Linked DNA regions of Sus scrofa: region 1 is linked to region 2. Evidence: chromatin contacts called from public Hi-C data. All regions are on one chromosome and are shown on one strand. The core of a region is the stretch at or near the end of the contact, and the rest is flanking DNA. Distances in the headings are between cores, read along the strand shown. Region 1 overlaps JADE2 (protein Jade-2). Region 2 holds the start of UBE2B (ubiquitin conjugating enzyme E2 B).

Region 1 (7,439 bases), core at 4,404-6,903, 81 kb after region 2:
CTTTCACGGGTAGGGCCAAGGCCCTGCCCAAAAAAGCACAGCTCCTTCCAGGGCTGGACCGCCCTCCACCTCATCTTACCAAACTGCGGGTAGGGACCAAGGAGTCATGAGCAAAAACCCCATGGGATCTGCCCTTCTAGCTGACGAGCTGGGACTCTCCGAGGCCCTATTCCTACCCAAGGCTGACTTGCCAGGGGCTTGAAGTTCCTCCAGTGGCTTCCTCACCCCAGATCCCTATTGTGCCCTTCCTGAAAGTGTCAATCAGTGCCACCGTGGCCTCCATCCTGGAAGCTGGCTCTCTGACCCCCTCAGGGGAGGATCCCAGCATTGGCCTCTCATGAGCTTCCCTTTCCCTGAGTTGGGATCAGACAACCAGCCTACCCAGGTTTCCTTCTCCGGGCCACCCGCCCCCTGCTTACCTCTCCGGGGCCTGGCTCACAGCCACATCTGGTGTAGTCACAGGCCCGCTAGGCGGTAAAGGCATGAGCCCTGGGAAGGGAGTCAGATGACCTGGGTTCCCGCTGGCTGGAACAGAGCCCAGGAGTTGTCCCAGCAGAGATGACGTTTTGGGAGTCGTTAAATCTGGAGGAGCAGGGCGGACTCCCCAGGGTAGGAGTCCCCCTGTCTACTGAGCAGAAGCCGGTGTGGTGTAGCTTTGAGAGACAGGCCTCCAGGGGAAGAGCCCTGTGACGGGGCGCCCTTTCCGCATCCTGCCTCCCGTCTCTTGCAGCTTGAGTGGTGAGGACGCCGTCAGTGTGGGACGGGCTCTCCAGGATCCTCAGCCCCAGGCCTGATTCCGCCCTGGAGTCACTCAGAAGCACCTGCCCTGAGCCCTTCCCCACAGTCCTTTGAGCTCCCTCAAACTGCCCGCTCCTGGCCGGGCTCCTGGCTTTGCTCCAGAGGGCTGGATGGCGTCAGAGGGTCCTCACAAAGCGTCCAGGGTCCACTTCAGGTGGGGGCTGGGCCTGGCCATGCGCAGAAATGCGGGGCTGAGGCCTGCCAGGAGCCAGCGAGAGTGCCAGGAGGGGTTGATGGCTGCAAGGTGAGGCCATCCAGGGGACACTCAGCTGCAGTGTGTTCTCCCAGCAGCCTCTGAAGGCTCCAAGGGCTCCCCCAAATCCTGCAGTCACCTTCGTCTCCATTCTCAGCCATTCCCAAGAGCACTGGACTGTCAAGGGTGAGCTGGTAGGTGAGCAGCATCGGGTCTGTCCCCTCCCTTCCTGCCATCCTTCTGCCTCAGGTTCTGGCCGTGGGACAGTAGTGGCCATCCCTGCCTGCCGTCCTACTCTGCGTGGTAAACGATGCAACCACATGCCAGGCCCTCCTACCCATGAGATTGAGTCCTGCGGCTCTCCTTAGCTGGGTGGCACTCCCCCTACTTCTGTGTTCAGACAAGGACTCTGGCCAGGGTGTGCCCGCCAACCCTAGGCAGCCCCTCAGGGCTTGTCAGGGGTCAAGCCATTTGCCTCTCCGGTCCTGGGAAAGCCCTGGGACAGGAAACCGAGATTTTCTGAGGCTGGAAGCTCAGGCAGCCAGGACCAGATGGAGAAGGGCGTGGGGCCGAGAGGACCTGGAGAGGGCGCGTACAGACCCTCCCCGCTTCACGCCTCGTTCACCAGCCCTCTCTGGCCAGGTGATCCTCCCACCTGCCACCACAGGAGGGATCTCTGGGAAGAAAAAAGCTGAAATCTCCAGGGAGGGCCTCTGGGTATCTGGGAAGATACGGTCAGGGATAGGAGGATTGCTAGAAGAAACCCCCAGAAAACAGCTGGGACCTAGGAAGGAGTCCCCATGGGCCTCTCAGCCGGCTCTAAAACTGGATGGTGGGCAGCCTCTGGAGGAGCCGAGGGATCCTCACCCTCTCAGAGGGGACCTGATTTTTGCTGGGTCCAGGAGGCCAGCCTAGTACGCCTGGCACAGCCTCCCATGCTGCTGTTAGATGAGCCCTCAGGGAGTCCGACATCTGGGTCTTAGTGTCACTTTGGCTACCTGACAAAGTTTTGTGAGCTTCTGCCCCTCTCTGAGCCTCAGTTTCTGCATCTGTAAAATGGGTATCATCATTACAAGGGCTTAAAAGAAGTTGACTTTTTCCCTAAACATCTCCTTTCTCTGCCTGTCATTCATTCCAAAAGCCCACTCTCCTTAACAAGTTCTGGTTAAGTATTCCCTTAGTCAGGTACTCTTGAAAGGTGGCTGGGGGCACAATGCAGTTCTCATCCTCTGGGGGTGGCATGCATTTTTTTGATGCCATCAGGCCCTCCAGCCCCCTTCTCCAGAGCTGGCCCTGCCCCTATAAATTAAGACCTCTTAAGACCTGGCAAGGGTGCTGCCCCCTGTGCCATGCCCAGATGATTCCAACCCAGTAGACTGGAGCCTGGGCAGAGGTGTCAACACAGCATTCCTTTGCTAACAGGAGCCTAAGCTGTCAATTGGCCCAAGCAGGACTCTGCCACTCTGCCACACCACCCTCTATTTCAACCGACACCTGTTGGCTGAGCCCTTACTTTGTGCCAGGCACCTTGCTAGGCTAGAAGGCAGAGAGTGGGCAGAGAGAAAGGTCAGCCACTGCCCCCATTGCTCCCCAGAGACCAGTGGCATCCTCATGCTCATAGCATTCAGGTTCCATGCTAGAAAATCCTCAAGGAGGGAACTTGCCCCTGGCAGCCAGTCAAGGAGGGCAGAGAGGTTCAGCCAGGTCTCCAGGCCCCCTCACCCCCTTCATGAGGTAGCAGTGCCATCAGATGTCTGGTCCAGCAGGCTGAACAGAGAGCATAGTCCCCTCACGTTTAAGGGAAAAGAGGATCCTGGGTTTGCTATCAGGCTCAAAAGCAGGGTGCTGGCAATAAATCAAGAACTGAAAAGCAGTGTCAGTGCTTCAAACTAAATTTCCAAGCCCGGGAAACAATTGCCCATTAAAATCCATCGGAAGAAAAAAAAAAAATCTATTAAAACTTCAGGAGAAATGCTTTGCTATAAATTAGATTTTTCTGCCAACCAGGATAATTCAATAGTTTCCCCTTGACATTCTCGAGATTGCTCTTTGGGGGGATTATGATGCTTTGAAGTTGGGAGCGATTTGTTTCCAAGGAAAGACGAAGAGTGGCGGTAAGAGGGGAAGGAGGGAGGGGTCCTCCTCTGGGGACTCTGTGCCCCGGACAGACATTTTCCCTGATGGCCAGGACTGCAGGGCAGGGCTCTGACCAGGGGATGCTCCAGGCCGCACTTGACTCTGAAACGTGTGTGTGTGCGCGCGCGCGTGTGTGTGTGTGTGTGTGTGTGTGTTTTGGGGAAGATCCTGGGGTCCTCCAGTGTCATCTTAGAGTTAAGGCAGCCTCCGTCTTACAGTTTTTCTAATTAACTGTCTGAAACCTTCCTCAACTCGTATAGAACCAGGGCTGGTTTCAGGTGAAAGGCACCCAGGATCACTTGGTTCTGTGCACAAGCTGGGCAGAGGTGGCTGCCTGTCTCCCACTCTTCCTTTCTTTCTTTTCTGTGCAAGATTCAGCACCAGCAGGACCCTTCCCTTACATCCTGTCTACGTCCTGTGACTGGGGGCTTCAATCCTAGCCCCTGTTCCCCCTGGCCTCTCGGCACAGATCCAACACAGCCATGATACTAGACAGTCTCTGGCTGGCCAAGACCACTCTGGCTGAACAGGCAGCAGGCAGAGGGAGGGCGCCAGGCAAGGGCAGGGATCTGGGAGGACTAGGCCAGAAAGGCCACTGGGTACGAGCCTCCAAGACAACTATGAGGAAGGGCCAAGGGCCCTGAGTCAGGACCTGGGCAGGACAAGGCCCCAACGTCAGCCTGCCTGGCTGTGAATCCTCTACGGGCAAGTCTCAACATTTCCAGGCTTTGATTCTGCTGTCCATTCAATGGGGGTAAGACCAGTATCTACTTTATAAACAGATCTAAGTGCGAAAATGGGTATGACGCCCTAGCACCATGCCTGGCACACAGGGGTGGTAGTTGGTAGTGTCTTAGGATAGCCCTTCCCACCACAGGAAGTGCCCTGCAGGCCTTTTCCTCTCTCCATTCTCTCCACCAGAATTTGCCTGTCTTTGGGGACTTTCCTCCTAAAACAGAACCATGAAGAGGTTCTGTAGAGCCGTGTTGTCTGCCAGGCACCAGCACACAGTTGTGCTACCAACAGTGGGATAGGGTGGTTGGTATCAGAGTTTTCTCACTTTGCAGAGGCCCTGGGAGGTAAGGTGACATTGCTCAAGGTCACATGTCTGGGGGAAGAGGTGTGGAGCTGGGACTGGGGCCCTGGTCAAACCAGTTCAACCACAGAGGCGGTCACTCATCCTAAAATCCATCCATCCATCCATCCTTCTTTTCTTCCTTCCTTCCTCCCCCCACCCCTTCCTCCCTTTCATCTTTCCTCCTTGCTCTCCTCCCATGAATCAGAGCCTCACAATGGCCACTGAGACAGACTGGCAAACTGAGGCAGGGCACTTGGGAGTGATCTTCTTTCCGATATTCTCTGAACCTCAAGGAGGACGATCCTGAGGCCCAGCATAAAGAGGTCAAAGGGGAAGGAAGTGGGAGCATCTGGGAAAGTTTCCACTTAAGCAGCTGTCAGAACAAGCCATTCACTCGGACTCTGCCTGACTCATAGAAGAATTAGGGGCTTTAAAGGTCATCTCGTCCCACCCTCTTTTTGAATCATTTCTTCCACAGGTGCTCCCCCACCCTAGATAACAGGAGGCTCACCACCTCCCAGGGCAGCCCCAGGGTCAGGGTGCTCTTTGCTCCTCCACCCGTGCTGGGGTTCAGACTTGACTTTCTGAGGCAGAGCCCTGGCCCTGAACCCATGCAGGCGGGGTCCAGCCAGCAGCAGTGGGGCAGTGTGCGCCTGCTGCTTCTTATTTGGCCAGGCCCCAGGTTTGGGGAGCTAGTCTGTGTGCAGGGCAGGGGCTTTCTGGAGACTGTATCTCTCCAGAGGGCAGGGTTGAGCTGGCAGGGCAGTGTTCCCTGGGGACCCAGTCCTGTGCCCAGCAGTTTCCCTCAGAGTGGAGGTCAAAGGGAAACTCGAGACAGGGGAACTTTGCTGCCATCTGAAACCAGGCTGGGAGTTCAGCAGACGCGAAATCAAGATCACTGTGTTTGCCTCTAAATGACAAAGTTTCTCCTGAGTTAGCCCCAGGCCAGGGGATGTCCAGGTTTCTGGTTTTGCCTTGGAAGGCATCCCCAGGGGGCCTGCTAGCACCTAGGAAGGCAGGAGGTGGGGGACCTTGGGAGCTGGGAAGGGGCAAGAGATGTGGGGGTTTGGAAACTGAGGCCTTTACCGTTCAATAGCTGTGTGACCTTGAGCAAGTCCCTTAGCATCTCTGAGCCTCAGTTTCCTTGTCTCTGAATGGAGGTAATAGTGGCGCCTGCTTCAGAACCTTGATGGAGGTAACAAGACACGATGCCTGCGAAGTGCCTAACATATAATGAGCGCTCGGAAAGTGCCAGCCTTTGTTACTATTTGCAGCAGACGGGGAAACCCGTGGGAAATCCGGGCGCCTCTGGGAAGCTGGGGGTGGCGGGCCGTCCTTCCCGGAGCCCAGGGGCGGGGCGGGGCGGGGCGTCCCAGGCTGGGCCCCACCTCCTCTGTCCTCCTCCTTGGGGCCCGCGGAGCTTCCTTGTAGCCGCAGCGGCTGAGTCACTGCGGCCCGGCCTGCCTGCCGTTGGCCTTATCGCAAGACGTGCCTACCCCCGAAAGCCCCCGGCCTGCCCGCCGGGCTACGTCTAGTTTGCGCCAAGTCCCCGCGGCAGTTCTGGAAAAACTCCCGGGGCCCATGGGTCTGGGGTGCCGACGGCAATTCTGGACAAACTCCGAGGGCCCCACGGGTCGGGCTGTCTGGAGGTATTCAGGAAGAGTAAGCCCCTTACCTAGAAAACTCGCCCTGTGCCTGCCGGCACAGCGCCCATCTTTCCACCATTAGCTAAACTTTCCTGGGGAGTAAGCGGTGCTCGCTGCAGATTTCTCTCTTAAAATGCGCATTCCCACTCGGCACTTTGAAGTGGAAACCAGAAGACTGGCGAAGGGGGCGGGTGGACCCTAGGAGCCCAGAAGGGTACTGAGGGGCCGGCCCAGGATTGGCTGCCTCTTAGCCCTCTCCCAGCCCCCAGGACTCTAGGGGAAGTGGTGGGTGGGGGAGGGGAAAACAGAGCCGACAGATTCTGTAAACAGAGCCGGTTTGGGCCTCGGCCAAGGACTGGGTGTCCTGGCCCAGGCTGGGTGTGAGGCCCATCCGCGGCTCTCCAGGACACTCCGCCCTGCCCGGCTGCCCCGGAGGTGCCCGGCCCACTGCCAGCTCCAGCCAGGATGTGTCTTCAGTTTGGGGAAGTGGCCAATTCCCACGTGGAGAGTGTGTTCCGAACGGGGGGAGGGGCTTCTCCCTAAGAACCGTCATTGATCATTCATTCTCGCCAAGGGGGCAGATTCAGGCATGGGGGCAGCCTCCGGTCCCTGCAGAGGGCAGAAACTGGTACTAGGTTGTCACCCCACCCCCATCTCCACCTCCCATCCCTCCCCCTGTTCTTCTGCTGAGGGAGGCAGGGTTCCTGTGGGGTGGGAAGCTGAGAAGAGGGGCTCAAGCTCTGAGACCCCTTCAAAACCCAGTCCTGCTCCCTTGGCTTCTTGCCAAGTGTGGTATCCCATGCCCATGGCCTCTCAGGGGTAATTCAGAGAGCAGCGAGGAGTGGAAAGGAGGAAGGGGAGAGGACAGGCAACCAGAGGCACTCAAGGATACCCAGTGTTGGAAGCAATAGCCACTAGCGAGCATGAAGTGGGAAGAGGTGGCTTTGGGCATTGAAGAGAACAGGTGGCTCGGAGATACTGGCTCCTCAGCAGGTAGAGACAGCTGTGGGCTTTGCCTTGAACAAGAACATGCAAGATACTGAGAGGAATCCTGGTGACAGGAGAGGAGGGATGTTGACCAATGAGATCTGTAGGCTGGACCCCAAATGCCAGCCTTAAATTCTGGACTTTGTCATTAGGGCGATGTGCCCCTGGATGATAGTGGGTGAGGTGGACAAAAAAGTGTTCCATGGACACATGTTTGGGAAGCACTATTTTCAAAAAACCTGAACACCATTTACTGCAGGCTTTCTCAGAGCCTTTCTTTCATATGCTAATTAGCGATCATCTTTGTTTTCCAAGAGGGGGCAGGCCCCTTTTCTAAGGGCCACCTAAAGCCCAGCCCCAGGGATCTTGGTGCTCTTCTGAATACACTGGGGCCCAAGGATTAATAAGTGTATCTTACTTGCTGGCTCTGGCCCAAGTGTGATGGATGGCACCTGTAGTCACCAAGGAAAACATGGCTTTCCCAGAAACCCAGATTTAATGACCATCTCCTCAAAGGGCAGTCAGGCTGTAGAAGCCCAAGCAAGAAGCAGTGGTCATAAGAAAAATCTTTACAAATGAGTTTGGCAGACTCATGGCTATG
Region 2 (7,688 bases), core at 1,989-4,488:
TCAAAACCCTAAAAGATCCTCATTAGGATAGCAAATAATTCAAAGGGTTCCACCGCAACAGACCGACGTATAATAGCACCCACCCTTCTCCTCCTCCAAAAAAAGAAACCCTTTATCTAATTAGTTAAGAACTAGATATGGGTTCTGCTGCAATGACAATCTCTAATGGATAAAAAGGAATGTAACCAGAAGTGCCCAGAGAATGTTGTCTTTCCTAGGCTTTCATTTCTTTTTTCTGTAAAAAGAGTTAAGTGCAAGATGCCAAATCTCATTATGCTTCTCCTAAATAAGAGAAAGCATTGCCAAATTATCCAATAAATTCAAGTCCAGTTGGTCTTGCGCCTCCAGGAACAGTTGAAGTCACTCCTGGAGAGGTTTTTAAAAGGCCCCATTCCCAGAGATCCTAGTTTAAACGAGTCAGGTTAAAGGAATTGGTATTTTAAAAGCTTCCCAAGCGTTTCTGTGTTGCTAAGGTTTATGTCAAGAGAGGTGTGGGAGAGGTAGGAGCAATGGTCTTGGTTTTTGCTTATCACCACCAACATATTCAGAATTGTCCTTCCTTTTGAAAAGTTACTCAACCATGTTAGAAAATACTTTCCACTTATGAATACGAACATCACAGTAAATCTTATAGTGGACCCACACTTGCCATACAGCACATTTATTAAATATTTATTGTTGGTTTTATATTGGCAAGGGACAAAGAATGAATCAGAGTCCCTGCCCTCTGTGAGCTTACAATCTAGAGCTACAGAATCACTACAGTATAAAATTATAGCTTTAAAACTATTCTTTCTACAAATAGGTTATGGCAGGCCTGGCAACCAGGACAGTGTATGATTCTTGCTTATACAGTAAAGCTGTAAGACTTCAATGAAACTTCACTTGAATTTGTCAAGAGTGGCTAAATTTCAGAAAGCCATAGAAAATTATAATAAATTGCTGGACAAATGACTAACAAGGATTTTTAAAAAGGTTTCTTTCAGGAGTTCCCATTGTGGTGCAATGGGATTGGTGGCATCTTGGGAGTGCTTGGACACAGCTTCATTCCCCCACGCAGCACAGTGAGTTAAGGATCTGGCGGCGTTGCTAAGGCTGCAGCTCAGGTTGCAACTATGGCTCAGATCTTATCCCTGGCTCAGGTTGCAACTATGGCTCAGATCTTATCCCTGGCTCTTTATACCTCAGGGAAGCCAAAAAAGTAAAGGGGAAAAAAAAAAAAGGTTTCTTTCAGCATTTCACTATAGGTAACCCTACTGGTGTGTTTTCATCCTTAGGTAGTGGGAGAATAAAGATTGCTGTGGCAGGGAGGCAAACAAATAAAAGTAAAAATAAGAATATTCAAATATTCACTTTTTGACTTAGAGATTTTTTTTTTTTGCTTTTTAGGGCTGCACCTATGGCATATGGAAGTTCCCAAGCTAAGGGTCAATTGGGAGCTACAGCTGCTGGCCTACACCACAACCACAGCCACACTGGGATCTGAGCTGTATCTGTGATCTATACCACAGCTCTCCGCAGTGCTGGATCCCCAACCCACTGAGTGAGGCCAGGGGTGGAACCAGCAGCCCAATGAATACTAGTCGGATTCCTTTCTGCTGTGCCACAATGGGAACCCCCAGAATTAAATTGTGAATGCACATCTATCACGAGTTAGGCCTGGCTAACTTGCTCACCAAGGCAGTTACTAAAAGCAAGAGAAAGAATTAAGGGATTGAAGAAAGGAAGGTACAAGCAAAGTGGAGAATGTTAACCCTTTCTGGGTCCGTGAAACTACAGGCAACACTTAATTCCTCATTCTATCCTATAACACACTGGGCTGAAGAATTACCCAAATGCATTAAAAGAGTTCAGAGTTCATACCAAAAGCTCTGACTGAGCACTGAGGCAACAGAGGAAGAGAACTCAATGACTTGAAGTAATCTCTGAATCCCAATGGTCAACATCACTGAGTCCCATAGTGGAGGACGTTTCAGGCCACGTACTTGCTACACTAAAAAAACGTGAAATAAGTTACCCAGTCTCTAGATACAATCTCCCATCCATGTCTGCAGTATCCCCCAGATCTGATCATACTTTTAGATTTCTTTGACACCAACTACAAATGGATAAACTCTTGAGATCAAATCCCTACATTTCTTGACAAATAAAACCATACTCCATGTTAGCTAAATCCATGGACTGTGACACAAATCCTCACATGAGAGCACACCCATAAAGGAAAACAAAATTCTGTAATTCCACAGTGATTATAAACCAACATTAGACAATCTGTACACTATTTTTTTTTTTTTGACCACCCCTGCGGCACGCCAAGGTCCGGAGCCACAGCAATGAGAGTGCTGAGTCCTTAACCACTCCACCACCCGGGAAACCCTGTACACCCGTTCTTTTATCTCTGCCCAGAATTTCCAATCCTGGAAACCCACTGCAGTGTATATGCAGACTATTTTGGTGGTCCTAAGGAAGCATTTCAAGGGATTTTACTTGCTAGGAGCCTGAGCATTCAACAATGAGAAAAAAGGAGGTCCCTTCACTCTTCCCCCACATACCATATTTGATAAGCCATTGAATCAACCAGTGGGGATATCCAAATTATTTGGGGCTCTGTTTTAGAGAGTTAAGAAACACAACAAACTAGTGCTTCCGACACATCATTGATTGCTGTTAATGAGAGAAACCAGAGACATAAGTAATAAAGGTGTATATCCACCCTGAGCCCCGTCAATTTAACCACCCGGTTCAAAAACCTGGCTAAAACTCAGATCCCGGCGACGCTCTCACGTGACCCGTTCTAATCACGTCATAGGGACACGTGGTTCTAGATACTTCGTCCCCTCCCCCTCAGGGGTGGATTGTTGACAACGCCGCCGGTAGTCACGTGATCTTGCGTCATCCCACCTCCTTTCCCTGAAATCTCTGGTCCCGGATACGTCCCTCTCTCCCCACCCGGTCGAGCCTAAGCTAGTGAAAGAGGGGGATACGAGTTGGTGTTTCGGTTTCAGTATCTCCTGATCTACAATCTCCAGTCGGAGCACAGAGCACAATAACTGGTCGACTAGTTAAGGAAACCAAAATGGATAGGGTCCCTACTGAAGGGCTCCCATAAAGAGCTCTCCTACCTCCCACCCCTTTCTCCCCAACCCCTCACTTCATGGTACCGGCGGAGGGCGGAGGGATCTGGAGGCGGCGGAGGGAGACGTCATTGCAGGGTTGTTTGTGCAGCCTCGGCGGCGGCGGTGACCCACAGTGATTCGGCCGCCGCGCCGGGGGGTGGGGGGGCTGTGCGGGACTCTTTTCTTTCGGACTGACCGCGGGGCAGCTGGGGAGCATGTCGACCCCGGCCCGGAGGAGACTTATGCGAGATTTCAAGCGGTAAGGGCCTTCATCTTCACCGGATGACGGCTCCTCCCCAAGCTGCGGGGTTGCAGGGCGGGGATCCGGGACACCTTCCCCTCATGACCCTAAGAGGGCCGCTGTGGGCCCTCCGGGATTGACGGAAGCCCAGTCCTAGCCCCTGTTCGCAGTCCGTCAGCCTTGCTTGTTCACTCCTTCGACGTAAGAAATTTCGATATCCCCTCACCACTCCCCTCCCCCCGGAAGAAGTAAGAAGATGGCTTTGGCTGTCCTAGGATTCCTTGTTGTCCACTTGGGCCAGTTGCCTGATGCCTCACCCTGGCGTCCAAACCTCATCACCCACTGCTGCACTTTGTGGTGCCCCCTCACTGCCCTAAAAGCGAGCGCTTGAGAAACCTTTCCCCCGGTAGCTGCACTAGTTGGCTTTGTTGGATGAGCCTGCGGTCTCCTCCGAGGGCCAGGGTTGGGGCGACCACCTTGCCCCCCCACCCCCCCACCCCCGCCACACGCTCACGCAGACACACACACCCCCTGCCATTCTTCAGCGAGGGTGGGATCTGATGCGCGAGGGCCGGAGGTTGTTATCCCGTCCTCTGAAACCCGACTCTTCCCCGCTCGCCTGAAAAGACCTTGAGAACTGGCGTAGAGACCTGGGACTCAGGGCTGGCAACGGCGGCTGCCAGTGCCTTCTGGAACTCAGCTCTGTGGCCTGGTGTATAAAGCCCTATCTATAGCCTCAAAGTCTGGAAAAATGCCTTCCTTGAGTCTGGCGCTAACCTGATACTCCCTGGGCCTCCTTTTGTAAAACAGGGTTGTGTAAGGAGGTGTTGGCATGAGTGAGGAGGAAGTGACTTCAGTTTTGTTGCCTTTAATTCAATACCTGGAGGTAGGGGGAGAAAAAGAGAAGACTTAGCATTGCCCTCCTCTGCACATTTTTAAGTGGGTTTCTGGGAGACCCACCCCGATCGAGACAAAATATTTAGTGTAAAAACTTAGTCATTCAGGAAGTAACCTCTCAACCATTGTAAACCCTTAGGTGAGGCCCTTGGAAGCCATTGTTTGGGGCTTTGGCCAGTTTATCATTGAATGTATTTGTAATTTAGCCTTTATCTTTAGTGGACGGCTCTCAGGCAGCATATCCATGGTCATCTGTATTCTGCTTGAGGTTGACTAAAAAGAGCCATTTGGGGGGAAACTAATTTCAAGTATCATATTACATGGCAGTCGCTATGTATACATAAAATGTAGCATTTATTTCTTTATTGAGATGAAAGTCTAGAAGGAGGTGCTCTCTTTGGTGCAAATCTAGTCTTCTCCAGCTTGAAAAGAGTATTTTCAGATTAGCTCCCATAAGTAAAATTCAAATAATAAAACTTGGAGTTTGTGGCCTGTGTTACCCTGGATGGTCACTGCAATTCTCTGCTTAATTTTAAATTGTACGCTTGGCACCTTGCGTGGTTTTCCAATGGTCTTCGGTTACAAGAATTTGACTATGACAGATACTCGAAAGTAGTTTTGTATTAATGTCTCTTGATCTGAGAGGTGGGTTTAGTATTGATGCAGAACTTTTAAATTAGGGACCAATGAAAACCTAACGGAAGCTTTGATTAAAAGCTATTGTTATTTTATTTATTTATTTATTTATTTATTTATTGTCTTTTTAGCTATTTCTTGGGCTGCTCCCGCGGCATATGGAGGTTCCCAGGCTAGGGGTCGAATCGGAGCTGTAGCCACCGGCCTACGCCAGAGCCACAGCAATGCAAGATCTGAGCCGCGGTCTGCAACCTACATACACCACAGCTCACGGCAACGCCGGATCGTTAACCCACTGAGCAAGGGCAGGAACCGAACCGGCAACCTCATGGTACCTAGTCGGATTCGTTAACCACTGGGCCACGACGGGAACTCCTAAAAGCTATTGTTAACTGAAGCAAATCGGATAAAGTGATTCCGCTTAAAACTAGTATTCTCATTAAAGTGGATATGAGTGTTTTTAGTCATTTAGTTTTTATACTGAGTTGGGTTTTTGTTTGGGTGGGGTTAGCTTTGGGGGGTGGTTTGGTGGCCATGTTCAAGTATTGGTTGTTAGGACTGAAGTCTTAGTATGTTTACAGCAGCAAAATTGATGGTTCTGTAAAAATACTTTTTTTTCTCTTAAGGTTTTTATTTATTTTTTGGGAGAAAGCACTTCTTGAAGAGATATCTTTGGTGATATTTGGAGAGAGATGGAATCCCTTTGGGATTTTACATAATCTAGAGAGATATTTAATAAGTATATATCTGATTGTGGTTGTTTTTTTAAGTCATATGGTTTATTCCAGCTCAGCACAGGAACAAGGAAATGGGTTTAGTTTGTTTCTCAAAGTAGATGTTATAGAGTCCATAGGTGTTCTGTTTGGCCTTCTTAATGGTGTTAATGTTCAACTTTTAAAATCTCTGCTCTGGATTTCCAGATTGCAAGAGGACCCACCTGTGGGTGTCAGTGGCGCACCATCTGAAAACAACATCATGCAGTGGAATGCAGTTATATTTGGGTGAGTTGAAAGAAATAACAAATGGTAGGTGTGGCGATTGTTTTAAGAAAAGTGAATGTGTAACAATAGGAAGAGGGAACTGAGGTGGAAGCACGGGTCTTAAAGAAACTGCGAGGTAAAAAAAAAAAGTTCAGTATACATCTAAGGATAACCTGACCCCCTTGCTGTACAGTGGGAAAATAAAAAAAAAATAAATAAATAAAAAATAAATTAAAAAAAAAAAAGTTCTGATAAAGAGTTGTGGCATTACATAAAATTTATGACTATAATCATTTTGGGTTTTACTTGATAAAAATATCATCTGAGACTAAAGGAGAAAGAGAAATTATTTGTTGTAAAATGAACCAAGCAAGTGTTCATTCTTTCATTCTACTAAAATGGTAAAAAGGCTTGGAACCCAAAATACTGAGAACTTCCACCTTGGCAAGAATTTAAATGAAAACTGTCTGACAGCCCAGTGTGAAATAACTGAATGAACCCTTCGGGGGAGCACTCCTCCATTTTACATGTAGTATATATTGCGTACGTGTTTTTTAATTTAGAATTTCCTTATGCTTTTTCTTTGGTTATCCTGAACTGGATATTTTCTTTTGCTCTTTTTAAAATAGGGCTTTGCACTGAAGTTTGTTTCTCAAAGTAGATGTTATAGAGTCCATGGGTGTTCTGTTTGGCCTTTAAAGGAGTACTTTCATAAACAGAATTCCCAGTTGCCATCGAATCAGTTATGAGAGTCTACGTTAGAAGACTAGTAGAAAATAAGTGTAGTTCCCCCTTCTAAAGTAAAGTGACTGCATTAAATTCACGCTTTTAACAGGCTGCTTTGAGATCCTGAATGTGCCTTGTTAGTAATCATTAATGTTGCTGCTTAGGAAAGACAAAACTGGGATATGGCAGCAAGGAAAAGATTTGAGCAAAAGAAACTGGCTCTCTTGACGACATCAGATAAATCGAGCCCTTGTGAACAAGAGCTGTTGCTCCTGTGCAAAGTAGGACACTTAAACTAAAGGATCATAGTTATCTTAATCTAAGGGGTATTTATTTATTTCTATCTTACTGATGTAAATTGAAAGTAGCATTTTCTCTTAAGAATACATACATTTACTGATGTTCCCCTGTGGCTCAGCAGGTTAAGGATCTGGTGTTGTCACTGCTTTGGCGCAGGTTCGATCCCTGGCCCCAGAACTTCCACATGCTGTGGACCTGGCCAGAAATAGAAGAAAAATGAGAGGACAAAAAAGAATACACATATTTTTACGAAAGCGTTGTTACTTATGAACTGAATTCTTTTTGTGTGAAAATTTGTGGGCTTTTTAGTTTGTTTCTTGTAAAGCCAGTGTAAAAGGAAAACTTTGAAAATGAAAGTCGTAAGTTACCTTTTATGTCTACATCTGTAAAAATCCAGGGTATTAAATTAACAATAACTTAAAAACTCCACAAACCATCACAATGAGCCCTTTTCTCTTTTGAGTTTTTACCTTTCCACTCTTGAATATCAGGAAAAAGCAGAGTGAAAAACCTCTTTTAATCTGAAATCTTCTTGTTTTCAGACCAGAAGGGACACCCTTTGAAGATGGTAAGTTATCCTCAATGTTTTCTATAGTATTAAGAGACTGCTTTTAAATAGGAAATTGTAACACCAACCTATCTACTTAAGACTATTTTCTATTGTTAATAGGTGAAAGTAAAACTAAGTAATACTACTGAGAATTTATAGTTTAGAAAGGACTTTCTTCCCACATCCGCTTGATCAGTTTGATTGCTAGTTCCCTCCTTAATTCTTTTTTTTTTTTTCTTTTT

What was found. Hi-C and Micro-C count contacts between places; a contact is called where the count stands out from the background.
Region 1: a contact with region 2 is called in a Hi-C map of liver, with 6 times the contacts expected there. The contact joins the enhancer-like site here to the promoter of UBE2B in region 2. A contact is called at or near these places in 3 of 47 Hi-C or Micro-C datasets (heart right ventricle and liver) and 2 of 2 datasets of contacts at active chromatin or transcription factors (alveolar macrophages and skeletal muscle).

What each region holds. Positions count from the first base shown.
Region 1 is chr2:136,728,183-136,735,621 of Sscrofa11.1, forward strand. All of the region lies in intron 6 of JADE2 (protein Jade-2), which reads left to right. LOC106507324 (a long non-coding RNA gene) reads right to left here and starts at 1,592. Exons shown (of 4, transcript XR_001303230.2): 1 at 420-1,592. Within about 2 kb of position 5,654, at least 70 of the 83 cell types and tissues checked have an H3K27ac peak or open chromatin away from gene starts, as enhancers often do. A contact at or near this core is called in alveolar macrophages, liver and skeletal muscle, where this site is marked.
Region 2 is chr2:136,649,577-136,657,264 of Sscrofa11.1, forward strand. It overlaps UBE2B (ubiquitin conjugating enzyme E2 B), which reads left to right and starts at 3,239. Exons shown (of 6, transcript NM_001257356.1): 1 at 3,239-3,375; 2 at 5,811-5,891; 3 at 7,439-7,464. The coding sequence starts at 3,332.